Regions from separate parts of the Drosophila melanogaster genome. Here region 1 is linked to region 2. A link is a contact called in public Hi-C data. All regions are on one chromosome and are shown on one strand. The core of a region is the stretch at or near the end of the contact, and the rest is flanking DNA. Distances in the headings are between cores, read along the strand shown.

Evidence for each region. Hi-C and Micro-C count contacts between places; a contact is called where the count stands out from the background.
Region 1: a Hi-C map of the Kc167 cell line shows a contact between it and region 2, with 1.5 times the contacts expected there. The contact joins the enhancer-like site here to the promoter of ec in region 2. A contact is called at or near these places in 3 of 107 Hi-C or Micro-C datasets (the Kc167 cell line and larval central nervous system).

Annotation. Positions count from the first base shown.
Region 1 is chrX:3,981,858-3,985,714 of dm6, forward strand. No RefSeq gene overlaps it. Among named protein-coding and RNA genes, the nearest start is that of CG6414, 12 kb to the left of the region's middle. Within about 2 kb of position 1,319, at least 6 of the 39 cell types and tissues checked have an H3K27ac peak or open chromatin away from gene starts, as enhancers often do.
Region 2 is chrX:3,810,361-3,814,678 of dm6, forward strand. It overlaps ec (echinus), which reads left to right and starts at 1,338. Exons shown (of 6, transcript NM_130722.4): 1 at 1,338-1,912. fd3F (forkhead domain 3F) reads left to right here. Exons shown (of 5, transcript NM_166991.3): 5 at 1-680. The coding sequence ends at 149.

The sequences.
Region 1 (3,857 bases), core at 69-2,568, 170 kb after region 2:
TGTGTGCTTATAGAGGTATGTTATAATTCCGAATATATTGGTAAATGACTATGACTCTAAATAGGCTAAAAACTGGCAATAATTATTAAATTGTCTACCTTGGCTGCTTTTTAAGTTTTTTTTAGACGAATTGCACAGCCCAGCTAATATACCCCACATGAGTTTAAATCTGCGAAAAGCAATAAAAACAGCCACCTTCGAAAATTCGCACGCTTTTTTGTGTGTGTGTGTGTGTGTGTTGGTTGTACTGCCCTCTCAACAACATTTTTTTTTAAGGGGGTCATAACCAAAGCCAGAATCCTTAGGATTCCTTAGTGCGCCATTTGGTGCACTGCGAAGGTGAGTTACTTTTCAATTTGGTTGGCCGCTAAACGATGATGTTCTGTTTAAAATGGTGTCCTTAGATTCGAGTTTGTCATAAAACTTCGGAACGGAGAAATGGTAAATCCGTTTAATAAGTAGTGGAATTTGTCATAAAACATAAAACCGATTCTATGAAATTTTTTGGAAATGTAGCTTGCATTTCCTGATCAGCAAAAGGGACAGCATTTATATATTTGGATGAATTTCTACCAAAAATAGTACGAATGTGGTTAATTATGCCAAGGACCAAATTAGTTGATTGGGTGATGGATATGCAAATATTCAGTCGAGTGAATAGCTGCATCCCCAACTGTATCCGATGGGGAGGCCAATCATTTCAAGTTCTTTTTTTCCCGCAGTTCAAGTTGCCAGACAAGCAGGATCCATTCCACCTCCTGAGCTGAGTGCATATGTGTGTGTGTGTGTGTGGGTGTGTTATCCTTACAGTCCTGGTTTCCATCTGCCGACTGCATTTCGCATTTCCATCTCCATTTCCATTTCTGCCACTTGAGCTGCATCGCCATCAGTGTTATCCACATTCGCTTGTTGGTTTTTCCAGCTGCTTAACAATTTTTCGTTTCTTTTCCAGCTTTCGCCCGACGAGCCCCTCTCCCATAGCCATTATCCTGACAGGCTTTTGTTGATTTCTAGCTGACTGGGTCCCCAGTTCGTTTCTCTTTTCGTTCCTCCTTCACTTCTTTTTTTTGGCCCCTCGGCTACCTTCTTTTTTCCTGCCGTTTTTTTTTTTGCTTTATTTGTGCCTGTGCGTGTGTGTTGTGTTTTTTTTTTGTCATTCACACAAACATATCCTGCGGCACTGAAAGAGAGAGAGAAGGACGAGAGCAAGAGGGATCTGCAAAGTCCCGACTTTGGCGAATGTGTGTGTGCCTCGATTCTGATTGGACACATCAGTGCGACACCCACACACATGCGACACCCACCCACATACACACAGACACACACTCACGCAAATACATATATCCTGGCCATTCGGAGGCTCCACCCACATCGGTATAGGTCTTGCCTTTATGTACAACTCACGCGTTCGGTATATAGGATCCACACCCCCTCGGCAAGTGAGGGGTTAAGGGGTGTCCTTCCGCTATGACGTGTGTGTGTGTGTGTGTGGAATCGTGGTAGGTGCTCCTCCTCCATACCACCATCCTGCAGCCCAATAGAACAGATAAATCGATGCCGTTTTCGGGCTTTAGCTGCCATCATCATCATCATCATCATCGCACTACATATATGTATGTAGTTTTTGTTTTCACATCCATGCGGTTGATTTGTAGCCAACGAATATAATCAAAAGCACATAATGAAATTAAACATATAACATGCGGTCATGGCATGCCATTTTGTTTTAATTAAAGTTGCAAACTTTTCCTCTTTGTCACAAAAGCCTTTCAGATATGAAGAGTTTGACTAATAAACGAAGGTATTTCATTCGTTTCAAAATAGATGAAATTGGTCTATCTATTGCATTAAACATAAAGTGTATTAAACACTTTTTTCCACCAGTAAACAATGAATGGAATGAGGTTACTTTACTTGCAGCTAAGTTTACGGCAGGATTCGTCATATTCTTACAAGAGGTTTTTCGAGTACTCCTTGTTGGCTGGCAGATCCATAATGAGTAGGATGGCCGCTGATGGCTGCCTTATGGATTACATTTCCTTCTTTGTCTTTGAGGGATGCCGCTGTGGGGGATATTGGGAGCACTAAGACTAATTTGGCATTCCGCTGGCAAACGCTGGCAAGTGGAGCACGAACACACAAAAACACACGGAGCATTCGGCACGAACCGAACTTAATGCGATCATGCACCAGAAGCCCAAGGTGCGATTTTGGACTAAGGAAACTCGACTGACTGGTGACTGGTAACTGGTAACTGGTAACTGGGATCTGGGATTGCCTTGGCCCCTCGGTTGCTGCCGATAATCCTGGTGAAAACTTGAAAAGAGCAAAAGGAAATGATTTCATTACCAGACACGTCCAGCTGCACTTTGAGAAACTAGAGTAGCAAAGGCTACTCCAATTGCGAAATGTGTGACCATGGTTGTTTCGCACACTCTATACATCTGAGGAACTACGAGCATGTTCTGAATGCATTACATGTATATTTCCATTTGTTTTTCTTCGAGTGCATCATTGCGAAGGGCGAAGTGTGTGCGAAAAGTCTTAGAACTGGGCGGCACGTACGCTTTTATTAAGCCCGTTGCGAGCTTAGCGGCATTGATTACCAATTCAGCGGTCATCTAATCACGGACGGAACGGCGGTCGCCACCGGAACGTGCCGCCTCCATCTCCGGCTCCATTGAGTGTATATCCTTACCGCTACTACCTGGCCCGATGGCAGCTAATTAAAACGCACTAAAGCGGCTGCAAAATGTCTTGTTGAGGGGGGGAGTTGGGGGGGGGGTTGGATGGAAAGAGGCAGAGAGCTGCGGCGTGTTGTGGCATACAAAGGCCAAAACTGTTTCAAATTTCGTCGGGGATGGGATGCGAAATGGGAATGGGTAGCAGCAGGGTGGTAGATAGTCGTCACACTACCCATGCGCGAATTATGAGCCATAATTTGTGTTAGCGCCAAGTGTCGCCCATCCCCAACACCACCACTCCCCCCTCTCCCCCCCCCTGTCAGCTGGCTGGAGAAGCGCAATCCAAATCCCCGATCCGAGCTCCTTTTTGGATGCGCGAGCAGCGAGGAGCGACAAATGCGGCGGCAATTTAGTTAATTGCCTGCAATTATCCTAATGAGCGCCTTGCCTTTAGCCGATGTCGCCGCCGCTGCCGCACCCGCCCCCCCTAAGACCTCCAACCCCCCCCTCCCCGCAAATCCCTCACCCATCCAATCGCTCGTATATCTTCCCCAAGCTGACTTATTGTATTTATGACCTTATGGCGTTTTGCCATGCATAAAACAATTAGTGCAACAACAACGGCGCCAGCGAGGGTACAATTACACGGATAACGTAAATGTCTGTTCAATAAGATCGAATTCACATATATCTCTAATAGTAATAGAGTGCATTTGCATCATATTTTTGGGTATATATTATATTGGCTAATCTAATCGGCAAATAGTAGTTCTTATCATGGTAATTAGCTATAATGGGTATGTATGTATGTGCCTTGTATTCAGTATGTACACATATTTTTCTTTCTGTGTACTTTCCTGACTCAGTCTGTCACATATTGCCCATAATTAGATAAGTTATGTCAGCACTGAATAGCATTTTGATTGAACTGGCATCAATCAAGTGCGGGCTAAAATCTGGCGCTTAAACTTGGCGATATATAGTGTCCTAATTTATATTCGCAGATCTGCATATTTTGTACTACACTATATACTATACATATATATATACTATAATAGTATTATGTCGATTTTTGTGCACTGTCCTTTGTACAGGTTTTCCACCTGTCAATGGCACGAGTAAAGCCAATTTCTCAGACCCGCGCTCAAGTAGTTTCCAATCGCAGTTCGAACA
Region 2 (4,318 bases), core at 88-2,587:
CGCAGTACTACATCACCGAAATTGATCCCATGGAGCTCGGCATTCAGATGTCGCACCAAGTGGAGCCCTCCGAGGAGGAAGTACTCTTCAGCGACGAGTTCAACCTTAACTACTTTGGCTATAATCCGGGTAGCGATATCGTCGCTTGACCGCGCAGACAACAGACTCCAGTTTCAGCTCCTCCAGCTCCCGCTCAGCCAAGCAATTGAATTACCCATATATATATATATATATATATATATATATACATATATGCATACTTGTATATATATTGCTCGATCTTGCTCCATTCCATGACAACAATCGTAATTGTAGCCGATCTACTCATAAGCCAACTCTAAACAAATACTAGTCACACTTGAACAACACTTACATGTAACCACCTAAATCAAACCCTACTTACCGTTTACCATTTAGACCATATGTATAGTCTAGTCTTCAGTGTACCAAAAACACACCTAATCCTTATTTTTTTTTGTCTATACTTTAGTTGAATATTTAGCCGATAAGTAGCTTTCTAGCCCTAAGTACTTATTCGTATATCTGCTCAAGTATCTATTTGCAGAGATTACATACATAGATCTTGCTCCTCTTCGAATTTAGTTAAGTGTTTTTACATGTAGCTGAATATTCGTGAATACTACCAGGCAGAATGATATCCACTCCACTAAGATGTTAACAAAAATTGGAGTTATAGAGCAGTCGAAGTAGTACTAATCCTATGAGTTGGGGAAAGTGTTTATAGTTTCCCTTACCCAAGTCCGTAGAACTAATGGCACCTAACTGGTTTTTTTCATTATGGCAAAATATACCTTTTTTTTATTAAAACCATTTGAAAAACAATTTTTTCGGATTACAAATTGAAAGGCTAAAAAGGTAGAAAGCCACATTTGGGTACATTTCATTTACTTCCGCCGCCGAAAAAGTGTTTGGAGAACTGAACGGTTACACTATCAGCGGTAAAGTCTCCAAGTGGGTTTGAGCCTTGGCTAAAGCAAGTGGCCGATCTCTCCGCTGGTTGATGTTTTTACCGAATGCTCATTGCGTTTCTCCACAATCGCGAAAAAGTGTTTGGAGAACTGAACGGTTACACTATCAGCGGTAAAGTCTCCAAGTGGGTTTGAGTCTTGGCTAAAGCAAGTGCCCGATCTCTCCGCTGGTTGATGTCTTTACCGAATGCTCATTGCGTTTCTCCACCATCGCGTTTCTCCACCATCGCGATTCTTCACCATTTCGTCTCTCCACCATCTCGTCTCTCCACCATCGCTGATCTCCACTGCTTTTTCAATCAGTCGTTCTTTGCTCTCGAAACCGAACGGACGTACCGATTTGCTGGCGGTTTGTTTTGATTCATAGCGGCTGCCCTGACTTTGTTTGCATTTGCTGACAGTGTCTTTGCATTTGCATTTGCGCAGTTGCCACACAGTTGTGTTTTTGTTGACGTGCGCGTGTGTCTTTGATAGTTTGTTTGTCTTTGCGAGGCCAAACCACTAGTTGCTGGATGGCTTTTGCCTGTTTTGCCAAAAAAAAAAAAACCAAACCGCGATTGCAAACCTGAATAATGAAGATGAAGATGAAAAATAAATAGTGGCCGAGTTGAGTTTGTTTTTGTGTGTTTGCTGAGTTTTTTGAGTTTTTGTTCAAGTGAAAGCGTGTGAAAAGTGGCCAACTCTCGGTCCAAAGCCCTCTCGCACTCTCTTTTGGCTCTCTTTTGGCAAGGGAATTTATAATATACAATAAACTCAAGACCAGACATCCACCGATATCCAGCGATATCCAGCGATATCCATATCCTGCCTTGCGGCCAGCCGAAAACTTCCGGTCAACATGCAACCGCAATTGTTGCATAGCCGCAGCCTCCGCCCTTCATTGCCACGATCTCCATCATCATATTAGCCACAGGTGTAGCCAGGTAAGTGAAAACCTATACCTATACCAAATCGCCATAACCATGCCGGGTTATGACATCCAGCTAATCTGATTAGGTTTGGGGGGGGAGTAGTTGATATCTGAGATTCGAGATTGGAGGCACTGTGCGCTGGGAATCCATCAATCATTTACTCAATCGCTGATCCGCCTGGGAAGTGATTTTCTACGGTTTGCCAGGGAAAAGAGAATCCCCAAGGAAAGAAAATGACTTCTAGACAGGCGTCATTTGACCGGTGATCAGGGTTTCCCGTCAAAGGTGAAACAAATTTTCCGCATGCCATTGAAAACTTGCTGTTCGAAGACCGGAAACAGAAACTTTAAAAATGGGTTTCCTTTAAAATGATTTACATTATTAGCAGTATTAATCATCGAGTTACTTTAGTTAGGCCGAATTTCGACACCGATACTAAAGATCTTTTATGAAAACCTTCAGATGCACAAAAACCGAAAACAGATTCATGGCTTCTGAAGGTCTGTACACAGCGATTCTCTCCGCCAATTTTGCCGGGCTCTTTTTATTTTGGATTGTTCTGGTTTCACATTTTTGGCAAACGTTTTTTATAATGTTTGTTGCTCCGGCTTCTTTGGCTGTCATTTCATTCGGAGACAAGTAGTTGGGGCTTTCTGGGTCAGTATTATATACTAATGTATGTACATACATTCGTGATGGTCGCGTTTTTTTTTTTTGATGTTTCAAGAGTAACTGATTGATGGCAAAGTTTTTGCTTGAGTTATCAAAGTTTTTGAATGTTTGCTAAAAAAAAAATAGGTTTCGTACTAAACTAGTTTTTGGGAAAACCGGCCAACGCCAAAGTTTCCCACTTCGCATTTTTTTTCCTGTCCCCAATTGCGTAAAATTTGCGTAGCTGCCGCCTGTGATATTTTCTGAATTCGTTCGATTTTCACCTGCCTCGGCAACGCCGTCAGGTGCGTAGCTCCGATCAGGTAATCGATGCGTTCGTTCGCATTTGCAAAATGTTGTACCGTTAAGTGTTGTCGCCGCCAAAAGATTGTTAATTGCCGCGGTAGTCGCCAAACCCGTAGTTTCGTCGACTTTGGGGAGCTAAGGGGCATAGTCTGCGAGCTGCCGTGTAATTAAAAACCATCAGCGATCATCGTAGGTTGCTTGCCAACTTCTCATGGCGGAGCAAAAAGAACAAAAATCAAGTAAGATCGATATGGTCGAGTGCTTGGACTGTGGTGGATATACAGAAATAATTTTCTTGGGTTTTCCTTTTTATTTTTCAATTTTTAAACTGAACTCTATAATATGTACATACACATTACATTGTTTTTATAAGGACTACAAACTTTCTACTGAATGAAAACATATGCAAAAGTTTGTGGATAGTGCGAGTAAAGAAAAAATTCCTTGTACAAAGAAAAATTTGCCATAAACTATTTTGAATTGGAGCCACAAGTAAGACACATGCACACACATACAAATGTCAATTTAGCAATTGTTCAAAGCAAATTGCGTGAGACTCAAACGACTTGAAGTCGAGGCGGTTGACCCAATGACAATTCATAGGAGTTGTGACCGAAGCAGAAGAATTTGTGTATTCGAAGAATTGCGAATTTTAAGGAATAGTAGTGCAAAGCCAAGAGGGAAACCCAAGAAATAAAAGAAAAGCAAATTCAGGGAGTCCAACAGAAGCTTTATGGATGAAAATAGGAAGTTTTGAAAACTCTCAAAAATGATCTGCATTCCTGCCCTATAAACGGTCTATAAAACACAAACAACATTCCACAGCATAACGATTATAGAGTGCAACAAGACTCCCCACATCATTCTCCCGTTTGGAAGTACACTGCAAAGTATTTTCTACCTAAAAATATCTAATCATAAACTTCCACAATATATCTACATATATGCCGAAAACTGATTCAATTTAGATATATATTCCTGTAAATTTATAAGCTGTTTATCAATTTTTGCTGCCCTACAAGTTCAATTCAAATGGTAGAGCAATCAAATGCTCGGCAAGCCAAAAATAAACGAAATCAGCACTTTTAGGGAACCCTTGGATGCTCAATTTCTTTTATTCCATGGACTTAAAGGGGTGGTGGTGGTGTCTAGGGGCGAGGCACGTGCCTGGCTAGCTAGAAACGATCTGGATATTTGGTAGAAGGGACGCATCGTTGATGGTTCTGCCGGCCAGTGTAAACAATAAACAGATCTTTGATTGCCGCTGCACATGTGCAGGGCATAGCGATTTATAAGAGTATACATACATATGTATGTATCGATAGCTGCGTGTGTGTGTGTGTGTGTGTAAGTTGGGGGGTAGGGTACACTTTTGTGTGTATCTACATGTATATGTGCTGGCATTACGCTAAGTACGCACAGCATGTACTTAGGAACTTGCGAGCTGACCCCTCTAATGAC